Linked DNA regions of Oryctolagus cuniculus: all the other regions are linked to region 2. Evidence: chromatin contacts called from public Micro-C data. All regions are on one chromosome and are shown on one strand. The core of a region is the stretch at or near the end of the contact, and the rest is flanking DNA. Distances in the headings are between cores, read along the strand shown.

Region 1 (4,300 bases), core at 1,059-3,558, 100 kb before region 2:
AACTCCAAGAAAAGTAACCTATACCTTGATCCAGAAGTGGGGAGACACAGGTATTGTGTTATCACAATTTCTTCAGTTTACCAGTACTAGATAAAAGGCACAAATCAGCAGCTGGGGTACTGATTTGCAAAATAATCACATAGTATTCCAGACCAACAAGACCACTTCTTGCCTGAGGTCAAGAACAACTTTTTTAGTATTTGAAGGTAAAATTTACAAAATTTTCCTCAATACGTAAGATCATTTCATTCTGATATATTTATTTTACCTCAAGCAATAATGTTCACTGAACTCTGTTTAAATGTACGTCATTATCATGTTTGAACATCAGGCGATTTAAATGGTTCACCTTAAATCTTAACATGCTACAAATGCAGGTAACTGGAATTGCTACACAAAGCACGCTGCAAATAAAACAATGTTACATTTTAAAGCAACGTGTTATTTATAGCAACACCAACAAAGGAAGAACTTGTCCCTACAATTATTTTGATCCTTTATTGCTACCTTCTGTTAAGAAACAGGGAAAGCGCCTGTCGTAGAGAAACACAAATATTAAACTTCGTAATTGTTAATCCCTGCACAAGGATGCACGTTGTGTCTGCTTTGACAGCAAAAAAATCCCTTAAAGATCTGAAAAAGGATCTGTAGAAACAAGCTTTACTGAAAAACAAAACAGTGAAAAGCCTTTCAAGAAAAAAAATTAGTCCAAAGAGCTAATCTTCAAACTTTTTTTAGTTCTGCCTGAAGTTCAGGTATTTGCGATGCAAAATGAATGATACGGGCCTGCAACATTAAAAACATTTCACGAGACCAAGGCATTACTAGCTTTCAATAGTCCACAATATGAGAACACTGCTGTAAAAATAAACTCCAGTCCTTGATGGTAAGGAAGGTTTCTTCCACGACCTTGCACACACCCTGGAGCCTTGCGGACTGAACCCTGCAGACACACTTCCAATACCGACAGTGCGCCTCTCAGCCACAGAACCCCCGCAGGATCACGGTTACATTGTAACCGGTGCTATGTCCTCCACTCCAATTTCTAATTTCAACCCACAGGTGCTGGGGACATTCGAATCTCACTGCTCTGGACCTCATTTTCGGCAACTGATTTTCTTAGACGTCCCTTTTTTTCCCCGAAAATCGGCTGATTTAAACAAAAAAGGGAAAAGTCGAATCACAGCCTCACTTCCCGCTGGCGGGACTTTCCCATCACAATGCTGAGAGCTTAAAGCCCGATGAGGAACACACGCACTTATCTGCATTTTACTCGGTCCCCCCGCCCCTCTAATTTTCTCTGAAGCTGCAACGGTACGAATACGTGCAGGCACGAAGCCCAAACACCCCTTCCCTTTGTCGCAGCCCCACTCCCAACCCGAGCCCCTGCAAGCCCATGCGCACTCAGGCCCGGCCGCGCTCCGCGCAGGGGCCTTGCGAAGGGACAAGTGCTCCCGGGGCAAAGGTGCCCTGGACTCGCACCGGCTCAGGGGCCCGGAGCCAGCGAGCCACCCTACCCGCCCTTCCGCCCGTGGGCCTGTGCCTTCGTGCCTCTCCTATTCGAAAGGCGGCCGCGACGGCACCCAGCTCTCCGGGCAGACACCCCGCTCGGCACCGTGCGGGCGGGGAGGACCGCGCATCTCCCCCGTCCCCGCAGGCGCCACCAAGGCGCGGCACTTCTGCTTTGCCAGCTCCGAGACTCTCTCTCATGGCACTTTCGTGCTGTCCCCTCCAAGAAAGCCCCCGATGGCGCGTGGCGGGGGCCGGCGCGCAAAGCCAGCCGCACACGCTCCCGGGCAACGCGGGGACCCCGGGCCCGGGAGGTCACGCCGGGACTCGGAGGGCCGCCGCCACCGGCTGCTCTTGCCCCGCGTGGCCGTTGGACGCGCGCGCGGCGGACGCGGCCACGCGCTCCAGCCGGTGGGGGGGGGGGGGGGGGGGAGGCGGCGCCGCGCGCCCGAACGCCCGCCGCGCGCGCCTGCGGCCGTTGGGGTGGGGGTGGGGGGACGCGCCCCGCGCGGCAGCTCCTCGGGTTTCTCCTCTCTCCCGCCGTCGCCCCGACTCGTCCCCGTCCTCCAGTACCCTGCCCCGCCCACACCCCGGCGTACCTGCGCGGCTGAGTGGGAGAGGAACAAGCCTTGCTCCACCGCACGGAGAGAAGCAGAAATCGCTCACGCAACTGCGTCCGCACACACGCGTGCTCCGCCGCCGGTCTATATAATCGCGACTCAGCCTAACTTGTTGCAGCCAGGCCAGGCGAGTGGATGACCAATCCCGACTGCATCCTCTGGGCTCTTCGAACAGCAATTGGATACTGCCTCATGATGGGGGCGTGGCTCTTGATTGGCTTTGACACATACCTATGAGACTGTGAAGATCTCGTTTCCCTAGTAACGGATTGGCACTCAAAGGGCCCAGTAACTGGAAGGCATAGTAGAGAGGAGGGTGGGAAATTCTTTGACTGATACCCATAGTAGCCAATAAATGCTTGGAGATGCTCTCATTGGCTAGCACTCCATCCCCTGGGTGGAGACCCGTTTTCCGTGCAGGAGCGGTTGCTCCACAAGGTGGGGCCCGTGTACTTTGGGGAAGTAAACCCCAAGCAACTAGGAGGTGGGCAACTTGGAGGCCATGGAAGCACCTGGCCAATGGCAACACCGGAATGAGCTGATTGACATGGGGGTTGAACCGCTCTCCAAAGAGACCGAGGCTCAGGGCGGCCTTGCCCTCCGGGGCGATTAAGAGGCGGGCCGGGCTCCGGCTTCTGTCCTCTTTCTTTCGGTTGTTGGGTCCGGCCCCTGGGGTCTCCCTCTCCCGCCTTTTCCGCACAGTCTGGCACCCAGGAAGCCAAGTGGCAAAGTTTCCCTGAATTTAATTCTTCTCCTTATCAAACTCTTTCATGTCCGCGCGCTGCCTGAGGGCACTTGCTGGCCCTTCCCGTGAGTCAGCACTGCCGGCGAGGCGCGCCCGTTGGGAACGCCGGAGCCCGTGGCTAGGCGGCAGGTGGCGACGGCCGCTGGGCGGGAGGACGCGCGCCCCACGCGGGCTCCGGTCCGACTTGGCCCGCGGCACTGCCGCCGAGGAGCGATCGTTGGGCGGGCTGTGGTCAGCCCGCCGGCCTCGCCACCATTGTCACCCCTTGCTCTGGTGGCTGTGGTGCGGGGAGCTTCTGCCTTCACGCCGCCGCGCCGGGTGAAGGTAACTCCTCCTCAGACCCCTCGGGGGCCTGCCCGCCCAGCCCTGCCCTGCCCACGGCGCTCGACCTCGGACCCGGCCCTCTGTTGGCCGCCACGGGCATCGGACACGATAAGAGCCGCGGTTGCAGCGCGCTGGGCGCAGACCCGCCCGGGTCCGTTCTTGCAGCCATGTGACCGGGGGCTGGGGCTCCGTTAGGCTGCGCTGAGACACTGGGAGATGAAGCACGTGGAGCGGCCGTGCTGCGGGAGAGCGACGCCGAGCCGGCCGGCCCAGCGCAGGCGGCGGGGAGAGACGCCATGCCCGCCGCCTGGCCGCCTCCGGCCGGTGGGAGCCGCGCACCTTGGGCACCGGCTGCGCCCCGCGGATGCTGCCCCGCCGCGACGGAGCTCGGCCCGGAGCAGGCGCTAAGGAAGCTGCGAGACGTTAGCCAGGCTAAGGAATTTGGACTTTAATCTGAGGGCAGTGGAGAGCCCCAGGAAGCCTTCTGAAAGAGTCTGGGACCAAGAGATTGGCTTTTTTTTTTTTTCTTTTGCAGGAAACTCTAAAACTTTATTGAGAGAATTTTAACAATTTTAACAGATTTCCTACATAAAGGGTGCAAGCATGGTTTCAGCGTCTCCTCATTTACAAACTCCATTGCCCTCACCTGCTTCCGGCATAGTAACCGGTTCTAGGTCTTTTAACTGCCCCGGTGACATCAAGACTAACCCCACGTTCACCACAGTTCGCCCCTAAGCCAGTTGCCCAAGCCGGTTCCAGGAGGTCACTTCCAGATCAGGCCTTTGCACTTCAGGTGTAATCTCCTGACTTTCAGGAGTTGGTTCCTCTTGTTGAAACTGGTCCTCACTGGGCTCCTGCACAGGTGCAGAGGGACGGAGAGACTCTGGATCATCTTCTCTTCCTGTAGATTTGGATGTTGGTCTTACCTTTGCACTCACACTTCACACTGCCGAGCCTCAGTCAGCGGTAAAGGAGGAAAACAAGGGCTGATACTTGGCACAGCCTTTAAGATGCCTCTTGGGATGCCCACATCCCATATCAGAGGGCCTGGGTTCCAGTCCCGGGTCCACTTCCAATTACAGCTTCCTGCCGTGCTCACCTG
Region 2 (4,242 bases), core at 1,589-4,088:
GGGACCAGCGCTGTGGCATAGTGGTAAAGCCCAACTGCAGTGCCAGCATCCTATATAGGCTCCAGTTCAAGTCCCAGCTGCTCCACTTCCCATCCAGCTCCCTGCTATGGCCTGGGAAAGCAGTAGAAGACAGTCTAAGTCCTTGGGCCTCTGCACCTACATGGGAGACTTGGAAGAAGCTCCTTGCTCCTGGCTTTGGATCAGCGCAGCTGCAGCCATTTGGAGAGTGAAGCAGCAGATCGAAGACCTCTCTCTCTAACTCTGCCTTTCAAATAAATAAAATATTTTTAAAAATTTTTAAAAGGCATAGTTATAGAGAAGGATAGATGAGCAAGACAGAGACAGAGAAACTTCCAGAGAGAGAGAGAGAATCTTCCATCCTCTGGTTCATTCCCCAAATGGCTGCAATGCTGACTCTGGGCCAAGCTGAAGCCAGGAGCCTGGAACTCTATCCGGGTCTCCCACATGGGTGCAGGGGCCCAAGCACTTGGGTCATCTGCTGCTGCTTTCCTGGGCACATTAGCAGGGAGCTGAATGGGAAGAGGAGCAGCCGGGATTTGAACTGGCACTCATATTTGGTGCCAGCTTTGCAGGCAGAAGCTTTACCTGCTGTGCCAAAACATTGACCCCTAGAATGTTTTCATCATCATAGAAAGTTCTATTGGTGCTATCTCAGATCATCCTAAGTTCACGGAGCACTTTTTTTTTTTTTTTTAATCTATCCACTTGAAAGAGTTACACAGAGAGAGGAGAGGCAGAGAGAGGTCTTCCATCCAAAGGTTCACTCCCCAATTGATCACAGTGACTGGAGCCATGCCGATCTGAAGCCAGGAGGCTTCTTCGGGGCCTCCCATTTGGGTGCAGGGGCCCAAGGACTTGGGCCATTTTCTACTGCCCTCCCAGGCCACAGCAGAGAGCTGGACCAGAAGTGGAGCAGTCGGGTCTCGAACCGGCGCCCACATGGGATGCTGGCGCTTCAGGCCAGGGCATTAACCCATCACACCACAGCGCCGGCCCCCAGAGCACTTTCAAAGCTCAGCCTGTTGGTCTTGCTAGTGTGACATTTTCAGGCTGCTCTTCTGACACCTTGCAATGGAGAAACAGGCCCAGGGAGTGTTCTCACTGGCTGGGGGCCACATCACTGGGTCTGCAGGTGTCAACATCTAGCAGTGGCCTTGCATTTTGAGATTATTAAAATAATACAAGCTCCTAAAAAAATCTGACTGTCCTGGTGTTGTTTTCTACATCATGGAAAGGAGAGGGGTGGAAAGAGCTTGGCCAGTTTGGTCCTGGACATTTGAGATGCAAGCCTAACCCTGGTCTCACAATCTCTGGGCAGGCACAGGTTAAATCAGGTTCGGCACTGGCTTGAGCGCTCATTGTTCGGCATTTACCAGGGGGTCAGAATGTGTTAGGCACCTTCTTCCTGCAGTGCCCCAGGAAGGGGGCTCTCCTTCCTTCTCGGGAGGCATACAGTATAGAAGCGCAGAATACCGTTCCAGGTAGGAACGTGCTGTGCTGTGAAGGAAGGAAAGCAGGGAGCTATCGTGGAAAACGACAGGAACCAGTGCCCCTGTGGGGAGGGTGGAACATGGGACATGGGTCCTGCGGACTGCAGTGTGTAGTCTTGGGCCTTGGCCAGCCAGGGACCGGTCAGCCACGGAATGCCCAGCACCAGAGACCACCACAGATCTGCCGCAGACTTTCTGAGGTTCAGGGAGGTGGGGTAACGTGGCCACACGATGAGGCCGTGGAAAAGGTGGGACAGGAACCTGGATTTTTCTTCCCCCTATCCAGGTACCTCCCTATAGGGAGCTGCTAGGAGTTTTCAAGAAAAAGCCAGCTTCCAAGAGACAGGAAGAAATGAATCAGTCCAGGGCTGTGGAAGGGGAGGGCAGGGCTGCTGGCTTGGGCGAAAGCCATCAGCTGCGTTAACAAGGCCCTCAGACTTGAAAATCCCTAAACCAGTGCTTCCCTATCCTCCTCAAGAAACAAACCAAACTAAACAACCGTAACTTTTAGAAGAAATTGTATCAGTACCGCACATGGAAAATCAATAGCATATACCATGAAGATCAATGTGATAGAAATACAAATGCAGTGAAAAACTGTAATGTACTTGCAAATGTGCCCCTGCTTGTAGAACGCTGTTTAAGACGTTCTCTTCGATGATCAGAAAGTTCCAAGGAGAACAGAGTTAAGCTGAATTCAGTGTAACTCTCCTAACACCACCTGCTGGGCAGAAGCAGCAGGCAGCCCTCTCTGTCACACGGGGATGTGGCTCTTTGGGAGGTGACCTCAGCCCTGAAACCATCTGTGCAGCAGGAGTTGTTGGGCAGGCCTGCGGGAAACAGGGGTACTAGGCTCAAAGGGGCCAGAGAATGGCAGCTTCCTCCCTTGCAAGTGCGGCTGACTGCAGGGAGCTTCGTTGAGCCAAACGACCCAACGCTCTGAGTTCACTGCTGTAAAATCCTGCGGGTGATGGTTCCTGCCTTGCTAGTTGGGTACAGCATAGAGAAGGCAGTAAGTCACCAGCCCTGTCACCATCATCCCCGCATCGCCGCCACGGTGGTCTGTAACTCCCAGCGCAAACGTGAGAGCCCGGCTCCTTCCCCTCTCCGGCACGTGCGTCTGGGTTCTGTTAGGCAGTACCGGGTAGACTCGCGTCTGCACTGGTTTCGGCTACAGGACTGCAAGGATTAAACATGTCCTGCTAGAAACAGAAAGCAAGGACACCCTACAGAGGCAAAGGGGCACTGGACAGAGGGTTAGGAGTCTGGTTTCCAGGACAGCTGTGTGAGCTGGGACAAGTGACTGCTCTGGGCAGCAGTCGCCTCTTTAAATGGCAGGGGAGGGGAGCTGGCTGAGATAAGGCCATCTTGAGAGACTCCGAGATATCCTCTCCTGTCCTGAACAAGTTGTCCTAGAGACCAGCAAACTTGGGCCCTCCTAGGCCTCACAACCCGGTTTCCAGACGGGCCCCCAGAGCCCGCGGGACCACACCGCCTCCTTGCTGAGTCATCCGCCCGCGAGGCGGTGAGGAGGATCAGGGCGCCCCCTGGTGGGACTGCAGAGAAAGGCTCCCAGAGCTGTGGGGTGCCGCTTCCGGTCTCAGCAAGTCTAAGGCGCCACAGAGCTCATCCAGTCTGGGCGCTCTCATTTCCCAAATGTGGAAACTGAGACTGGGAGAAGCGGGAGATACTCCCCCAAGTAGGGCTGCCAGATAAAGCCCACGCCTCCCAGTTACATTCCAACTTCAAATAGATAACAAATAATTTCCTTTAGTGTAAGTATATCCCATGCAATATTTAAGACATACTGCTACCAAAAAATAATGTGCTGAGTATGTGCAGTGCCTGAACTTCAAATTTCACCTGGTGTACTGTCCTCTCCTCCCCATATGTGGCAATCCTACCTCCAAGCCCACGTGCTGAGTGGATGCCTGAGCTCAGTTTGCACAGGCGACACTGCAGGGCCTCCTCCTCCTTAGACCTGACCACTCAGTGTCTTCACTGAGCACGGGCATGGGAGGTGCCTGCTGACACTGTTCTGGGAGACAGCCGGTGGCAGGACATGTGAACCCTGCCTTTGACAATCACCAGGGGCAGGGGTGGGTCACACAGAGGGAGGAAAGGGGGTCCTCTCGCAGCGCCTGCTCCCACAGAAAACCACCTGCAAGATGTTAGTGATTGAGACCAAAGCCCAGCCAGCTTGCCCTGGTCGGGTCTGTTAGGTTGGAGAGGGGCCTGGCATCTGCATTTCTCAACATTTCCCAGGTGATTCTGATGCACAGCGAAGACTGAGGCTTCTGGGTTAGTTACAAGGAAGAAAGGGAAACTGCTTGCGTGGGACCGATTCTAACTGGCACCTGCCAGTCTTCACTGAGCCTAAGACTCATGGGTTTGGGGTGAGGATGGGAAGGGATATTTAGAAGGCAGATTCCCAGGTCTACTTCTAGATGGAATAGGTCCAGGGCAGGCCCCTGGAATCTGCCTTTTTCTGAAGATTTATTTATTTATTTGAAAGAGTTACAGAGAGAGGGAGAGAGACAGAGAGAGAGAAAGCTCCTCCATCCACTTCTTCATTCCCTAAATGGCTGCAACAGCTGGGCTGGGCCAGGCCGATGCCAGGAGCCTAGAATTCCATGAGGGTGGCAGGTACCTACTGCTCTCCCAGGTGCATTAGCAGGGAGCTGGATAAGAAGTGGAGCAGCTGGGAATCAGGATTTGAAACAGCACTCGT
Region 3 (4,133 bases), core at 268-2,767, 85 kb before region 2:
CTGGCGCCCATATGGGATGCTGGTGCTTCAGGCCAGGGTGTTAACCCGCTGCGCCACAGCAAATGGCCCCCATGTATAGGGTATTAAGTGATGTCTTTGTACATGTATATTTTGTGGAATATTCAAATGGGGTAAACGTATCTATTTCCTCAAACATTTATCATCTCTTATTTTGCAGACATTGTAAATGCTGTCTCCTGGGATCTTCTCTTTAAAGAATACACAGTATGTTAACACTATCTACAATCACCCCTGTGCAATAGAACACCAGACCGTCTTTCTCCTACCTATTACCTAGTCCCTGTTCATCAACTTAGCCCCTCCCCTTCTTCCCCATTACTCTCCCCAGTCTCTGGTAACCTCCATTTTGTTTTCAATTTCTATGAAATCAAGTTTTTCGGACCATGTGGGACTTATCTTCCTTATTCTACTTACTATAATAGCCTGGGGCTGGCATGGTGGCACAGTGGGTTAAGCTGCCGCTTATGATGTGTGTCACACTAGCATCCGGCTCCCTGTTAATGCACCTGGGAAGACAGCAGATGATGGCCCAATACTTGGGTCCCTGCCACCCATGTGGGAGGCCTGGATGGAGTTGCTGGCTCCTGGCTTCGGCCTGGCCCAGATCTAGCTATTCTGACCATCTGGAGAGTGAATCAGTGAATGGAAGATATTTCAACTTTTTTTTTTTTTTTTTTTTTTTAGAAGAACGTAACGTCCTCTAGTCATCCACATTTTCACAACTGACAGGAAGAAATCCCAGTGCTTCCTAAACTCACCAAGCAGTTCTGCTACTGAGAAACCTTTGAAAGTACTCCGACCGGCAGGGAATGTCCACACACATGACCACTGGCGGTGGTGCGTGAGAGAGCGAGAGCGAGAGAGACGCCAGAACTTGACGTGCCTAAGTTTCCCAGAGCAACCCTGCCTCCCCTCGTGGCAGTGGGTGCACCTCTTTGCCAGCTGGTTTCTCCGGGCGGGCCCACTCCTGCCTTCCGACTTGGGTGCGCGCTGTTCCCTGTGCCCAAAGCGCTCTCCCACTGTCCCCACCCCTGTCCCCACCAAGCAGCGCAGCTTCTCCCTCAGACGAGCCCTCCTCTCGGGAACCGCCGCCGCCACCTTCCAGCCCCACTTAGAGACCCCTCCTCCGCTCCTGAACCCCGGCGCCGCCACCACTGCCGCCTCCTCGCTCCCTTCGAGGCTGCGGACGCTCGGCGCCGCCAGGCGTCGGGGAGGGAAGGGCGGGACCCGCGCTGCCGGGCCTTTGCCTTGTGTTCCCAACATGGCCTAACATGGGCGCCCCCAAAATAGCTAACAGCCGACGGAGGAGGGAAGCCTCCCTCTCACCGCCTCTCGCCAACGTGCCCAGGTGTTCGTGTGTCTGGCGGCTCGGCGACCGCCAGGCCTGCAGGGGGCGGGGCCCGCCAGATGCCCGACCCGAGGGGCGGGGTCTGCTCGGCCGCCCCGCCGCCCTGCCGAGGGGAATAAGAAGGTGCCAGTCTTGCCAGTAGGCGGGGTTTCTCGCGCGCACTCCCGGAAACGCATTGGAGTCCCGCCTTGCAGCCCGGAGACGCGTTGCCGCCGCCGCTCCCCGCCGCCGTCGCCGCCGCCACCGCCACCGCCACCGCTACCGCCACCGCCACCGCCGCCGCGTCTGCTGCGCCTGTCATGCCGGTAAGTGGCCGCGCCGTCCCCGCCTGCGCTAGCCTGCGGTGCTCGGCTTGCGCCCCGGCCACACCGCCGCTCGGCCACTAGTCGCTTTTCCAGGGCTCAGGCCGCGGCTGGAGCTGTTAACTATCTCTCCTCCTCCTCCTCCCCAGCCGCCCCCAGGTTCGGGGACCCTCCAGAAAATCGCATCCGAAAAGAGTTAAATCTGGGCGCCTGGCTGCAGAACGTTGGAACTGCATGGCCTCGTGCAGCTACAAACGCAAACCTTCCCTGCAGCTCCGGGAAGTGGAGTCTCGGGGAGGGGACGGAGTGAGCCCGCGTGACCCAGGAGGGTCGGTGTCCAGCGGGAACGGCTGTTACACGTGGACGCCCTGCTCTGGCCGGGGAGTTGGCCGGGCCGTTCTGAGCAAGTGGGTGGGTCCAGCTGTTGCCTCACGGGCAGGACCGGGTTTACAGAAGTTCTGCACCTGGCCCGGCCTCCTCTCAGGTCAGCGCTGGGCGACCCTGCGTGGACACAGTGCGTTTCACCTTTCCAGCAGTCAGGTCCTCAGCCTGGACCCACCAGCCTCGGAGAGGTTTCAGGAACCTACCCAAAGTCGGCGCTGTACACGCTAGAGCTTGGGAAGGAATATGAGATATACGAACTCTACAGTTTGCACATGCCCATACTTGCTGGCTGGCTTTGCAGTTCACTTGGTCTTACATATATGCCTTATCTTTTAGATTTTAAATTTTAGTTAATGGTTTCCATGTTATTTGAAAGGGAGAGACAGTTGGCTCATTCACTCCCCCCCATACCCTCCACAGCCACGATTGGGCAAGGCGGCAGGCAGACACCTAGAACTCAGTCCCGATCCCACTGTTGTTGGGGGCCAGGATGCAGCCACTTGCGGCATCACCTGCTGCCTGCGGAAGTGCACAGTAGCAGAACACTGGGCTGGAAAGTGCAGCCAGGACTCACACACACCTGCGTGGGATGCAGGCATCCCAAGTAATATCTTAATCACTGCACCAGTTGCACCCTCCCTTCCCGCAATGTGGTGCCAGCATCGCATGGGGGTGCTGGTTCAAGTCCCGGCTGTTCCTCTTCCAATCCAGCTCTCTGTTATGGCCTGGGAAAGCAGCAGAGGATGGCCCCTGCACCCACATGGGAGACCCAGAAGAAGCTCCTGGCTTAGGAATGGTCCAACTGTGGCCGATCTTCCATCTGTCTCTCCCTCTGTCATTAACGCTACCTCTCAAATAAATGAAATTTTTTTTTTTTTTTTGACAGGCAGAGTGGACAGTGAGAGAGAGAGACAGAAAGGTCTTCCTTTACCGTTGGTTCACCCTCCAATGGCTGCCGTGGCCGGCGTGCTGCGGCCGGCGCATCACTCTGATCCGAAGGCAGGAGCCAGGTACTTATCCTGGTCTCCCATGGGGTGCAGGGCCCAAGGACTTGGGCCATCCTCCACTGCACTCCTGGGCCACAGCAGAGAGCTGGCCTGGAAGACGGGCAACTGGGACAGAATCCGGCGCCCTGACTGGGACTAGAACCCTGTGTGCCGGTGCTGCAGGCAGAGGATTAGCCTATTGAGCCGTGGCACCGGCTGAAATATTTTTCTAAAAAAAGTAAAAATGAGAAGCCTAATAACTTACTGAAGGTATTGGAGTTAGAGTCAAGATTAAGCCCCTTTGTCTTCAGGCTCATGGTGTCTCCTGGCCTGACCAGGTGGGACCTGATGAAGTCACAGCCACGTGGGAGGAAGTTTGTATCCTAGTTGCATTCTTGAGGTCCTGGTTGAGGTCCCAGCGTTCAGTGCTTGGCTCCAGGGTTTCAGGTTTCCTGGCTGTATACCAAGTGGGGACCCAGAGGGGTCCCGCTGAGCCCCTTTGTCTTAGCAGCCTGGCTCTTTGGGAGCTTGCAGATGAGCCTGAGGCCCCCTGAGCAGAGCTGTAAACATCTCAGATGTCATTTCCCTGTGGTCCTGAGCCAGCACTTAATGTGGACAAAGAATGAGCCAGTACCAGTTGAGCAGGTCTACTTGCGGCAGTGGTTGAGGTCAGCATTACTCAGCCTGGGCCTGGGAGAGGGCACGCCGCCAGGTGGATTGTGAGGGGTTGCAGTGGAGGAGAAGGCCAGTTTGAGGGTCAGTCTGTTTCAAGTCTCCTTCCAGGGCTTGTGACAAAGGACCCTCTTCATCACAAAACCCGACAGGCTCCATATCACAAGATGAACAGCTGAAGGGAATAAGGGTTTTGAGGGACTGCCTCTCAACTGTAGGGAGAAGAGTGTGTTACCTGAGAGGTGGTTGTTTTTGTTGTTGAAAAGTCATGAAACTACTTCAAGGAGTCACAGGTGTTTAACTGGAAGAAAAGAAAAATTATTTTTTTTAAAGATTTATTCATTTTACTTGAAAGTCAGAGTTACACAGAGAGAGAAGGAGAGGCAGAGAGAGTGGTCTTCCGTCCGTTGATTCACTCCC

The links. A called contact is a pair of places that touch in the nucleus more often than the background predicts.
Region 1: a contact with region 2 is called in a Micro-C map of ear pinna, with 7 times the contacts expected there. The contact joins the promoter of G3BP1 here to the enhancer-like site in region 2. A contact is called at or near these places in 2 of 6 Hi-C or Micro-C datasets (ear pinna and psoas muscle).
Region 3: a Micro-C map of ear pinna shows a contact between it and region 2, with 5 times the contacts expected there. The contact joins the promoter of ATOX1 here to the enhancer-like site in region 2. A contact is called at or near these places in 5 of 6 Hi-C or Micro-C datasets (ear pinna, embryonic fibroblasts, psoas muscle and 2 more).

Annotation. Positions count from the first base shown.
Region 1 is chr6:38,747,880-38,752,179 of mOryCun1.1, reverse strand. It overlaps G3BP1 (G3BP stress granule assembly factor 1), which reads right to left and starts at 2,308. Exons shown (of 12, transcript XM_051844395.2): 1 at 2,109-2,308.
Region 2 is chr6:38,644,322-38,648,563 of mOryCun1.1, reverse strand. No RefSeq gene overlaps it. Among named protein-coding and RNA genes, the nearest start is that of FAT2, 31 kb to the right of the region's middle. Within about 2 kb of position 2,838, at least 2 of the 8 cell types and tissues checked have an H3K27ac peak or open chromatin away from gene starts, as enhancers often do. A contact at or near this core is called in ear pinna, where this site is marked.
Region 3 is chr6:38,728,493-38,732,625 of mOryCun1.1, reverse strand. It overlaps ATOX1 (antioxidant 1 copper chaperone), which reads left to right and starts at 1,517. Exons shown (of 5, transcript XR_007918994.2): 1 at 1,517-1,674.